2 separate regions of the Mus musculus genome follow, and region 1 is linked to region 2. A link is a contact called in public HiChIP or PLAC-seq data. All regions are on one chromosome and are shown on one strand. The core of a region is the stretch at or near the end of the contact, and the rest is flanking DNA. Distances in the headings are between cores, read along the strand shown.

What was found. HiChIP or PLAC-seq counts read pairs in DNA pulled down with a chosen protein or histone mark.
Region 1: an H3K4me3 HiChIP or PLAC-seq map of embryonic stem cells shows a contact between it and region 2, with 2.8 times the contacts expected there. The contact joins the promoter of Scn4b here to the promoter of 4833428L15Rik in region 2. A contact is called at or near these places in 5 of 39 promoter capture datasets (the C10 cell line, embryonic stem cells, liver and 1 more), 2 of 484 Hi-C or Micro-C datasets (bone marrow-derived macrophages and embryonic stem cells), 1 of 115 datasets of contacts at active chromatin or transcription factors (embryonic stem cells) and 1 of 9 other capture datasets (liver).

The regions. Positions count from the first base shown.
Region 1 is chr9:45,136,530-45,140,843 of GRCm38.p6, reverse strand. It overlaps Scn4b (sodium channel, type IV, beta), which reads right to left and starts at 2,220. Exons shown (of 5, transcript NM_001013390.3): 1 at 1,742-2,220. The coding sequence starts at 1,802.
Region 2 is chr9:45,429,687-45,434,253 of GRCm38.p6, reverse strand. 4833428L15Rik (RIKEN cDNA 4833428L15 gene) reads left to right here and starts at 3,022. Exons shown (of 5, transcript NR_040732.1): 1 at 3,022-3,109. Dscaml1 (DS cell adhesion molecule like 1) reads right to left here and starts at 3,901. Exons shown (of 33, transcript NM_001081270.2): 1 at 3,742-3,901. The coding sequence starts at 3,787.

The DNA.
Region 1 (4,314 bases), core at 971-3,470, 290 kb after region 2:
AAGACTTCAGGGACACCATGTCGTCAACTGTGAAGCAAAGCTCTGACCACTGCTCAGACCCACCCATAGCCATCATGTCCCAGGGCCTCACTCATTCCCAGGCTCTAAACACAAGCCCCGCTGACCTTCCCTCTCACCAGAGGGCCTGGATTCTGTCCCACTTGACCATCAGCTGGGCACACACCCTTAGGCAGGTTACGATCCCTCTCTGTGCTATACATTCCTCACTCTTTGCAACGCTCATCGCTCATCGATATGGTTTTCAAACTCCCTGCCCTATTCATACCAAAGCTCTGCCCTGCTCTCCACTTACCCCCTCCCCCATCCAGTACCTAGAGCCCTCTTGGCTGTCCACAGAAGCCTGCTTCTATGGATAGTCTAGCAGGGCAAGGCCTAGCCCTCCCTTGACCAACCAAACACGGGGGTAAAGCAACCCACGACATACAGTGGCTGGTTTAATGACTGGAGCTTTGGTACCTCTGAGACCTCTCATCCCTACCGTGGCCACAGGAGAGCCCCAGGATGATCCAAGTGTGGACTCCAGTGGAATGACACTGTACCCATCCCATGAAGAAGAGCTTTGGACTTTAAAAGAGTCACCATGAAACCTGTACGACATCTGTATGGTATGGAACAAAACATCAGTGCCCTATATCTGATGGCCTCCGGGAGGTAAGGCAGAGCTCAGGAGCAAAAAGAACACAGTTCCCAACACCTGATGGGTACGCATAGGACAGATCTGCACGTGAGTTCCAGGCGCAAGAGCAGCAGTGGCTTCCTATAAGAGGCCTGTGCCCCCTGCTTCCAGCACAGATACCTCCACCATGTGCCTGATCCAGTGGGGGGTGGGTGGGTGGGTTATGCTGTCAAAAACCAAACTTGACTTTATATAAACAGGAAGAGGCACAGGTGCCAGAGACGGAGTCAGCTTACATTGGAAGTCAGGCTGTGTAGAAGATTAGATTCTGGTCTGGACTAATAAATACCATTGCTTAATCTCTTGGAGTTTGACACTCAAAACCATCATGTGAATATTAATAGATAGCCATAAGAGTCTATACCCTCTGTGTCCTCTGGGCCTGACTCCTCTCTCTTCCCAGCCTTCCCCAAAATGAAAAGCCAGTAGCAAGCCAAACAGGTCTTTCCCCAAAGAAACCCTTTAAAGGAAGAGGGACAAGGACCTTCTGAAAAGGTGGCCTTTGAGTGGTCCTCTGGGTTCTTCTAAGTCCTTCCAGCATTTGAAAGAGTGGCAATGGACACCAGAAAGGAAGAAGTGGGGAGAACCTGGCGAAGAGTCGGGAGGGAGACCCTCGTCCCCCATTGGAGCATTTCCTGCTGCCAGGGAAGCAAGCAAGTCAATAGTACTAGGCAAGAGCGGCAGACACCGCTACACCTGCAAACTCCCTGGAGCCCCCACACTCAAGGCAGTAGACACCCCAGCCCCCACCCCACCAGCATGCCTTAACTCCGGTCTCAGGAGGATTTCCCTGCTGCAGCTCCAACACCTAGCTCCAAAAGGCATCAAAGAAAGCAAGAAACTCACTGCCCGGGTGGCAGGGGTTGGGGAAAATGCACAAGGTTCCCAGGGAACATAGTCTTAAAGCTAAGGGTCCGGAGGAAGACCGGCATCCCAATCATTTGGTGCCACCTTGTCTAAGGCACTTCTCTTCACCTCCTTCAGGATGGGGTGGGGTTAAGAAAGAGGCGAGAGAGAGAAATGACAAAGCTGGGGCTATCTTACCCAAAAGCCCAGTGCCCAGCCATCTCGCCTGAGTATTGCCTCGGTTCCCAGCCCGGGACATGGTCCTGTTCTCTCTGGAGCGCTCCGGGGGCTTGGGATGGAATAGTGGGGACAGCCGGGCTCTCCACCCGAGGTCGTCTGTGGGCCCCGCAGCTGCCAGGGGAGCTCCGAGCCGCGGGTCGGGGCTCCGGAAAGTTAGCCGCGAGAGAGCGAGACGAGGGGGAGACCAAGGAGGGGGAGGCGCGCCCGCCGCCTCTTGGAGCCGGCTGCAGGAGCCGGGGCTGGAAGGGGGAGGAGGAGCCGGAGCTGAAGGGAGGACGCCGGGGCGAGCGGCACTGCGATGCGCCTCTGCTCTGGAAGCGCTCCAGCCGCAGGAGGGGCGGCGTCCCCGTCGGTTTCGCACAGTGCCCGTTGCGCCGTGTATCACGGCCGTAGGGTCCAGCCTGGGCAGCCCTCTTCCTCTCCAGCGGGACGGGAATGCTGCGGCTTGGCACTGCAGGGCCAGCCCGCAGACGCCCGCATCATCCCAAGCGCCGAGCTGCCAATTAGGAGAAGAGTTCACGGGGGAGTAGAGGTGGAGCTTTTAGGTTTGTTGGAAGGCTGTTTTTGTTCCGCTCAGAGAACACGAGTAAGGGCAGCGGCTGCCTCTCCGGGGACCGCCGGGAGGACATCCGCAGCGGGCGCTGCCGCAGCCGGTGGGCGTGTGCCGGCTTGCCCGCTGCGGACGACCGGTACAGCCCTGAACCAACACGCGTCGCCTCCAGCCGCGCCGCTCATTCGCTCTGCGGATGGCTTTTAGGCTGTGGCAAACCTAGTTTCCCCTGCAAAGTCTCCTGCACGCCGCCCACCAACCCATTTCTGCACAGACTCTTTGCTTCTTAGAGGGTTGGCAGGCAGTCACTTGGAGACAGCGTGCTTTGCCCCCAGCGCGGGGAGGCGGGGGTGGGGAGGCAACCGTAAACACCAAGAAGGTCCCCCCTCAAGACCTCTAGTCAACTACTCAAGCTACCCTCCAGGACAAATCCTCCTCACTGTCCGGAGACCAGTTAAACCTTGGAAATACACCCTCCACCTCGCCACACCCTCCACCCATCTTCCAACCCGGAGTTCCTGAAAGGCTTCAGCGCCATAAGAGACCATTGAGGTTGTATACAGAATGTTAACTGTCTGCGGGGAGAACCTTGTTTTCTTTTGCTTCGTTGGTTGTCATGGTAGTTGAACAGCTCTGATGCCCTGTGTTTGCTGCTGGAGAACTCTGAACAAAGCACACAACTTTTCTGGAGAATTCTGCTGTCTGCTGGATGGTGACCCCATGATATTTACCTCCTGATGCAAAATAGCATCATCCTCAATGCTAGGCAACAGGGAGGGCAGCCCTGGGCTCCTAGTTTTAGGGGACCTCATGCTAGCCCATGAGTCCAGGGAACACACCTCCTCTGAGTTCTAAAGGGTTCTGGGGATCCAAGAATCTAGTGTTTCCCCTAGGGGTTGCTGAGTTGGACTCCTCTTGGATAAGTTTGATAAGCAGGTGGGTGGTTCCTGAGTGGAACCCCAGTCGCTGCAGGACCAGTCACAAAAGCAAGATGACTGGGGAAGAGTCTGAAAAGAAATCCCATCTTCTAGGCCACCATGGAAAAGCAGTCAGAGGCCGAGGATGGGAGATAAACTTTACTTAATGATCCTGAGTTGCTGTTCCTGCTGTCATTGCTGTAGTGGTGGTGGTTTTGAGACAGGAGTTCTCTGTGTAGCCCTGTAGGCCAAACTGTCCTGGAACTCAGAGATCGCCCTGCCTCTTCTTCCCCTTCCTGAGTGCTGGGATGAAAGGTGTTCTCCACCACGCCTCTATCCTGATTTATTACCTACATTGAGACTTGTGTGCCTTTTTGCACCTGTATCTTGCACCAGGCCTTTCCAACATTAGAAATAGAACTGGATGTAAAGACTCAGAGAGATAAAGACGTGTTAGCACGCTTGGCAGAGCCCTGGGCACACAGGCTGAACACACAACACATCTGAGTTCAAAGAAGCCTGGGGCCCCAGAGGGGAAGCTACGTCCAGGAGAGGTTTTGACCTTTGGGAGGGCCTGCCACTGTGCAAGCAAGGCCAGGCATCCAGGCTGCCTGTGTTATTTTTACAGCAGGGTCATGTTTCTCCCAGCTCTAGGCTGAGGTGAGAGGAGGTGAACCAATGGGAAAGAAAGTGACCCCTGCCCGGAAAACAAGGAGGGAGGGGGAATAGAACTCCAGAGATATCTTTAGATCCCGGTGGCAGAGGGAAGTGACCAGTCCCCCCCCCCAGTGCCCTACCCCCACACACATCTCCTAATCTCTTGCTGTTCCCTGAATGTTTTAGCTGACAGGACCCTTACTGTGCCCTCACACCTCCCAAACACACACAGAGGAATATGTGGGCCAGGGATGGAGTGTGTGTGTGTGGGCCAAGGTCACAGACAGAGTCCCGGGTAAATCCAGGCTTGGTGCCTCTCTGAGGCTTGGTTTCACAACTCCAGCTCCTAGCTGTTCTCTGAACACTAGCAGGGCTCCCAGCTGGGCAGAACAAGGACTTGGGAAACA
Region 2 (4,567 bases), core at 1,773-4,272:
AGGGAAGCACTTCAGTAAACTAGGGGACCTTCCCTTGTAACTACTTCAAATTCCCCTCCAAGAAACATTTCCTCCAAGAACGTAGGGAAGGAGGGAACCTCCAGCCTCAGGCCTGATCACCCAGCTAGAGCTCTCTGAACAAATAAAGTCGTATTTCACCAGCCAAGGCAGGGAACCAAACCAATCACAAGGATGGCATCCCTAAAGACACGGAGAGACTAAGGGCTCTTATGGTACACACCCCCTGCCAAAGGCTCCACACCTGTGACATGTTCTAAGCATATCCTCGCCCTGTGTTTGGGGACCCCTTGTCTAACTGCTTCTTGAGCAAACCATCAGCAGGCCAAAGCTGACTGTTTGTGTGCCCACCTCTCCCCTCTCTGTAAGAAAAACAGCGGCTCTGGCCAGTGCCCAGCATCTGCTCAACTTCAGGACTGCCTTTGGGTCAACTGCTTACTCGCTTTTTGTGTCTAATTGAGCTCCTCGTTCTGCGGCAGAAATGTATTAAGGCAGCTGGTGTTGATGCCCAGGAAAAGGAGGCATCTGAAAGGCTCGGTGGGTATCATGGCACTTGCTTTTCCCTTCATCTTATCCTAGCAGCCAGGGTCCTGGCCCACCCTTTTCCTCCTCCCAGATACTCACTGGTCCTTTGCCTACCCCCACCCCCAAGTTGTTCTTGCCACTTCGAGATTTTAAAAACATGCCCCCAGTAAACCCCCCTTTTTAATTAGACACTGAACGGAATGCTAGAGATTTTCTTAATGGCCTGACAAAGGCTTTTAATTTGGTCTTCTCCAGAGAGAGGAACCCTGAGTCTCCATCGGAGAGGTTGGGGTGGGAAATGAAAAAATCAATGCAACCCATTATTTTGGCTTTTAGAAAACAGGAATTTTAGTGCCGAGGAAGCTTGTTCTTTTACACAGTAAAAATGCAAATTCGGGCAACACAGATGCTGGCACGCTGGATGTAACAACAGAGAGAGCCTCACTGGGGTTCATCTGGCTGCCCAGACCTGGATTTGTTTTGGCAATAATAAGGCAGTTATTGGAGACTCGATAACCGATTATTAAAACACCTTCCTGGTTTAGTTCTGGGGAAACAGGCTGAGCTCGGGCTTCGTCAAAAAAAAAAAAAAAAAAAAAAAGGTATTTTGAGAGGAATGGAAATAACAGAAGCTTAAAACACATTCAATAACTGCTTAATTCCATCCAGAGGACGCTCCATCTCCTCCTGTTTTCTTCTCTCTGCCTGCCGCCTCCCGCTCCTCACAGATGGACGTACAAATTATTGCAAGAGGATATTGTTTTCTGTAACAGGCTGGAACATTCGCATTTACATTTTCCTTGGTGCCGCGGGGGTGACTGGCAACGAGAGAGAAATAAACCACGCCCCATCTTTCTTGCTTTCCCCACATTACGTCTTCCCCCCTCCCCAGCCGCCTCCACCACCCACCTACCATGCCACCCCAAGCAGAACAGGCCCCTGGGGATCAGCCTGGCACCTAAGACCCAATTAAGGCACCAAGGAAAAGATAGGCCTGTCTGGCAAGGCTGCCTGGCGCCCAGCACAGATGCTGGTGCTCTGAATGGCAAGGGAGCCAAGGATCTGCAGACCCAAAGGCCACCCAGGGCCGCCATACCTGGTAACTCCTGTCTACCCACAAGACCTAGTTGTGGCAACTTCCTGCCTGCGTAGGAGAGGGCTCTGCCCCTCCAGCTGTTGCCCTGTGGCCTTCTGGGCCTTTCTCCACCCCCACCCCCATCTGCTCCTTCCCTATCAAATAACTGGGGCTTCATTTATTAATGCAGCGCTCCTGGGTGGGGGTGGGTGCAGTCCTGCAGGTATTTGTGAAGGAGGCTGCAGGGCTGAGAAATGGGCTGTTCCTGGGAGCAAGGTTAGGGACAAAGCAACTGAGTGTGGCCACAGCTCTGGTCCGTGTTCCTTGCCTGACAAATGGAAAAGGGAAGGGGGTTGGAGTGAGAGCTATGGAGAGAGAAAGCCGCTCCTCACCTTATGTATATTTAATATTAACGTAATTAAAGCTGTGAGCCAAACCAGCCTGCCAGGGTGGAGGGAAGCAGGAAGAGCCCCAAGAAAGAAAATTGGTGTGTGTGGTGTGTGTGTGTGTGTGTGTGTGTGTGTGTGTGTGTGTGTGGTGTGTACTGGAAGCAGGAGGCAAGATTGTTGCTCTCAGGTGGGATGAAGAGGTCAGATTAGGAGTCCAGGGGGGCAAGGAGTTAAGCAAGCAAGTCTAGCCTTGGTGTGTTACCCGGTGGCCCCCTTGGCCTGAGAAAGTCCATTACTTTGCTCACCATTTGAGGCCACCCGCTACCCAGCACCCGTATCTTCTGGACAGAATCCCAGTGGACTAGGCCATCAGACTGGCTCTGAGTAGGCCATCAGACTGGCTCTGACCCGGCCATAGCACTAATAAGGGCTAGGTTCCTCCTTTAATCTACCGAGCATTGCTTTGGGCTCTGGCAGGTTACAAACTCCGTACATCTCCAGGCATTAGCAGAGGACTAGACCCCTCCCCCGGGCTCTTGGCTGTCCTTCTCCATTGCCTAGAGGGGCAAGAATTATTATTGGACCAGGCCAACCCATGCAAAGGGGGCGAAAGGAGAAGCTGCCCTCTGGGCGCGAAGGAGAAAAGTTAGAGGCTTGAGCAGGTAAAGCCGAGAAGCGTCTGTGCTCTACAGCGCAAGGGCGCGGAGTTCGGCCGCCTCCTCTCCCTCCTGCCATCTGCGCGCCCGGGGGCACGTCCTCTACCACAGCCTAGAAGCTCAACTGCCCGCGCTGCCCAAGTGTCGATTTGGTGCCCAGATTGCTAACCATCGAAAATGCCTGCTTTTTGCCAACCCCTCAGTCCCGGCTGCCTCTCAGATCAGGTGCACGGAACCCCGGGAGCAGGTCTGGACATGCCGGACACCTGGACCCACCCCTAGCAACCTTTTCTCTCCCGGGAAAGGGACACGCCCCCCAGTCTGAACACTTGTCCCCAGGTCCAGCAGGCCAAGCGCCGGAGCGGAGAGTCTTGCACCTTGGGGCGCGCTGCCTAAGGTGGTCAGGGAGACGCAGAGAAGCCGGAGCCAGCGCCTGGGGTACAGGGGTGAGACATAGGTGATGGCGACTCTTGGGTCTGAAGAACAAACTTGGTGTCCGAGGGAACCCCCACCCCTGGGGACCCCTAGCTCCCCAGCCCTGCACCCAGCCAGGCGCGGATAAGCGCCATGCGGTGCGCCGGCATTTGCGCCAGGGCGGGGGTCGAGGGCGGTCGAGGGGCGCACGAAGCTACGGCAGGAGTGATCTTCCCTAGGTCCAAGGACCCAAATACCGAGGGCTCCCGGATGAAGTCTCAGTCCGAGGACCACCTGGCTCGCAGGGCACCCCGGGGTCCCAGCTCCAGCAAGCCGCGGGAGCGGGCTGGGGGCTGGGGGAGGGGGCCAGGGCAGAACTAAAGCTGGGCTGCGATGGGAAAACCAGGGGTTCCTTTGCCACCGCCCCCCACGGGCGCGCCCCTAAACGGCAGGCGCAGGGGGGCTGGCAAGCGGTCCCAGGCTGACTCTCACCAGACCCTTCTCTCGGAACCGCCCCAGCTCTCGCGCCCACCCAGCGCCATGCACCCGAGTGGGTCCAGCACTCGGGCACCTGGAGCCCACTGGGCACCGCACCTTGCCTCCAGCCGCGCGCATCCCAGCCCCGCCGCCTCCACCGCCCAGCCGCCGGCAGCGCGGGTCTCACCTTTGTGTAAAGAGTCCAGGAGCAGGAGGAAAGTTACCAGCCACATGCCATAAAGAGGCCCTATTCTCCGGGGAGGTGGTCCTGTGGCCGGCCGTGCGGCAGCGCCTCTCCCCCGCTCAGCGCGCTCCCAGCCGCCCGCACTCGGCGCCCCGCTCTCTCTGCTCCTCAGCCCAGCGCGCGGCGGCGGCTCCTCCCTCCTCGGCTCCCCGGCTCCTGTCATCCACGGGGCTGGGCTAGGCGGCCGCTTTCCCCGCCCCAGCCCCCCGCGACACCCCGGGGTGGTGAGTGCTACTCCAGCCCCAGCCTGGGGTCACTTAGTCCCACAAGCTTAGGGGACAGAGGTGGGGACCCTGACCAGACAGTCTCGATCCTGCTCCTCTGGTCGAGAGAGGAGAGGGGTCCCTGTAACTCGCAGGCTTTTGAGCCTATGGTCGCACAGAGGCATATGTCATACATGTGCTAAGAGTCTGCCATGTAAGGGGAAAAGAACACGGGTTTTTCGCCCGGCCGGTCATTCAAAGCCATTGCTGGCTGTTTCTTTTGGACTCAGTTTCCCTCCACGAATGGGAGAGCATAGGTGCTCTGAGTAACATCTGGGCTAAAAATCTTTGAAGACATTTGGTACTCTATATCTCAATGCCCAATCGTACGTGTTGCTCCCAAACCCTTAGTCACTTCTGCAAGTCAGCTTCCTGGAGAAGCTGTCTCAGACCACCCATCCCCAGCACTGTCCAAATATACACTAGAACCTAATACTTAAAAAAAAAAAAGCCAGTCATTTACAATGCACAGATAATGCCTGTTCTATGTGTGCTTTGTCCCTCTC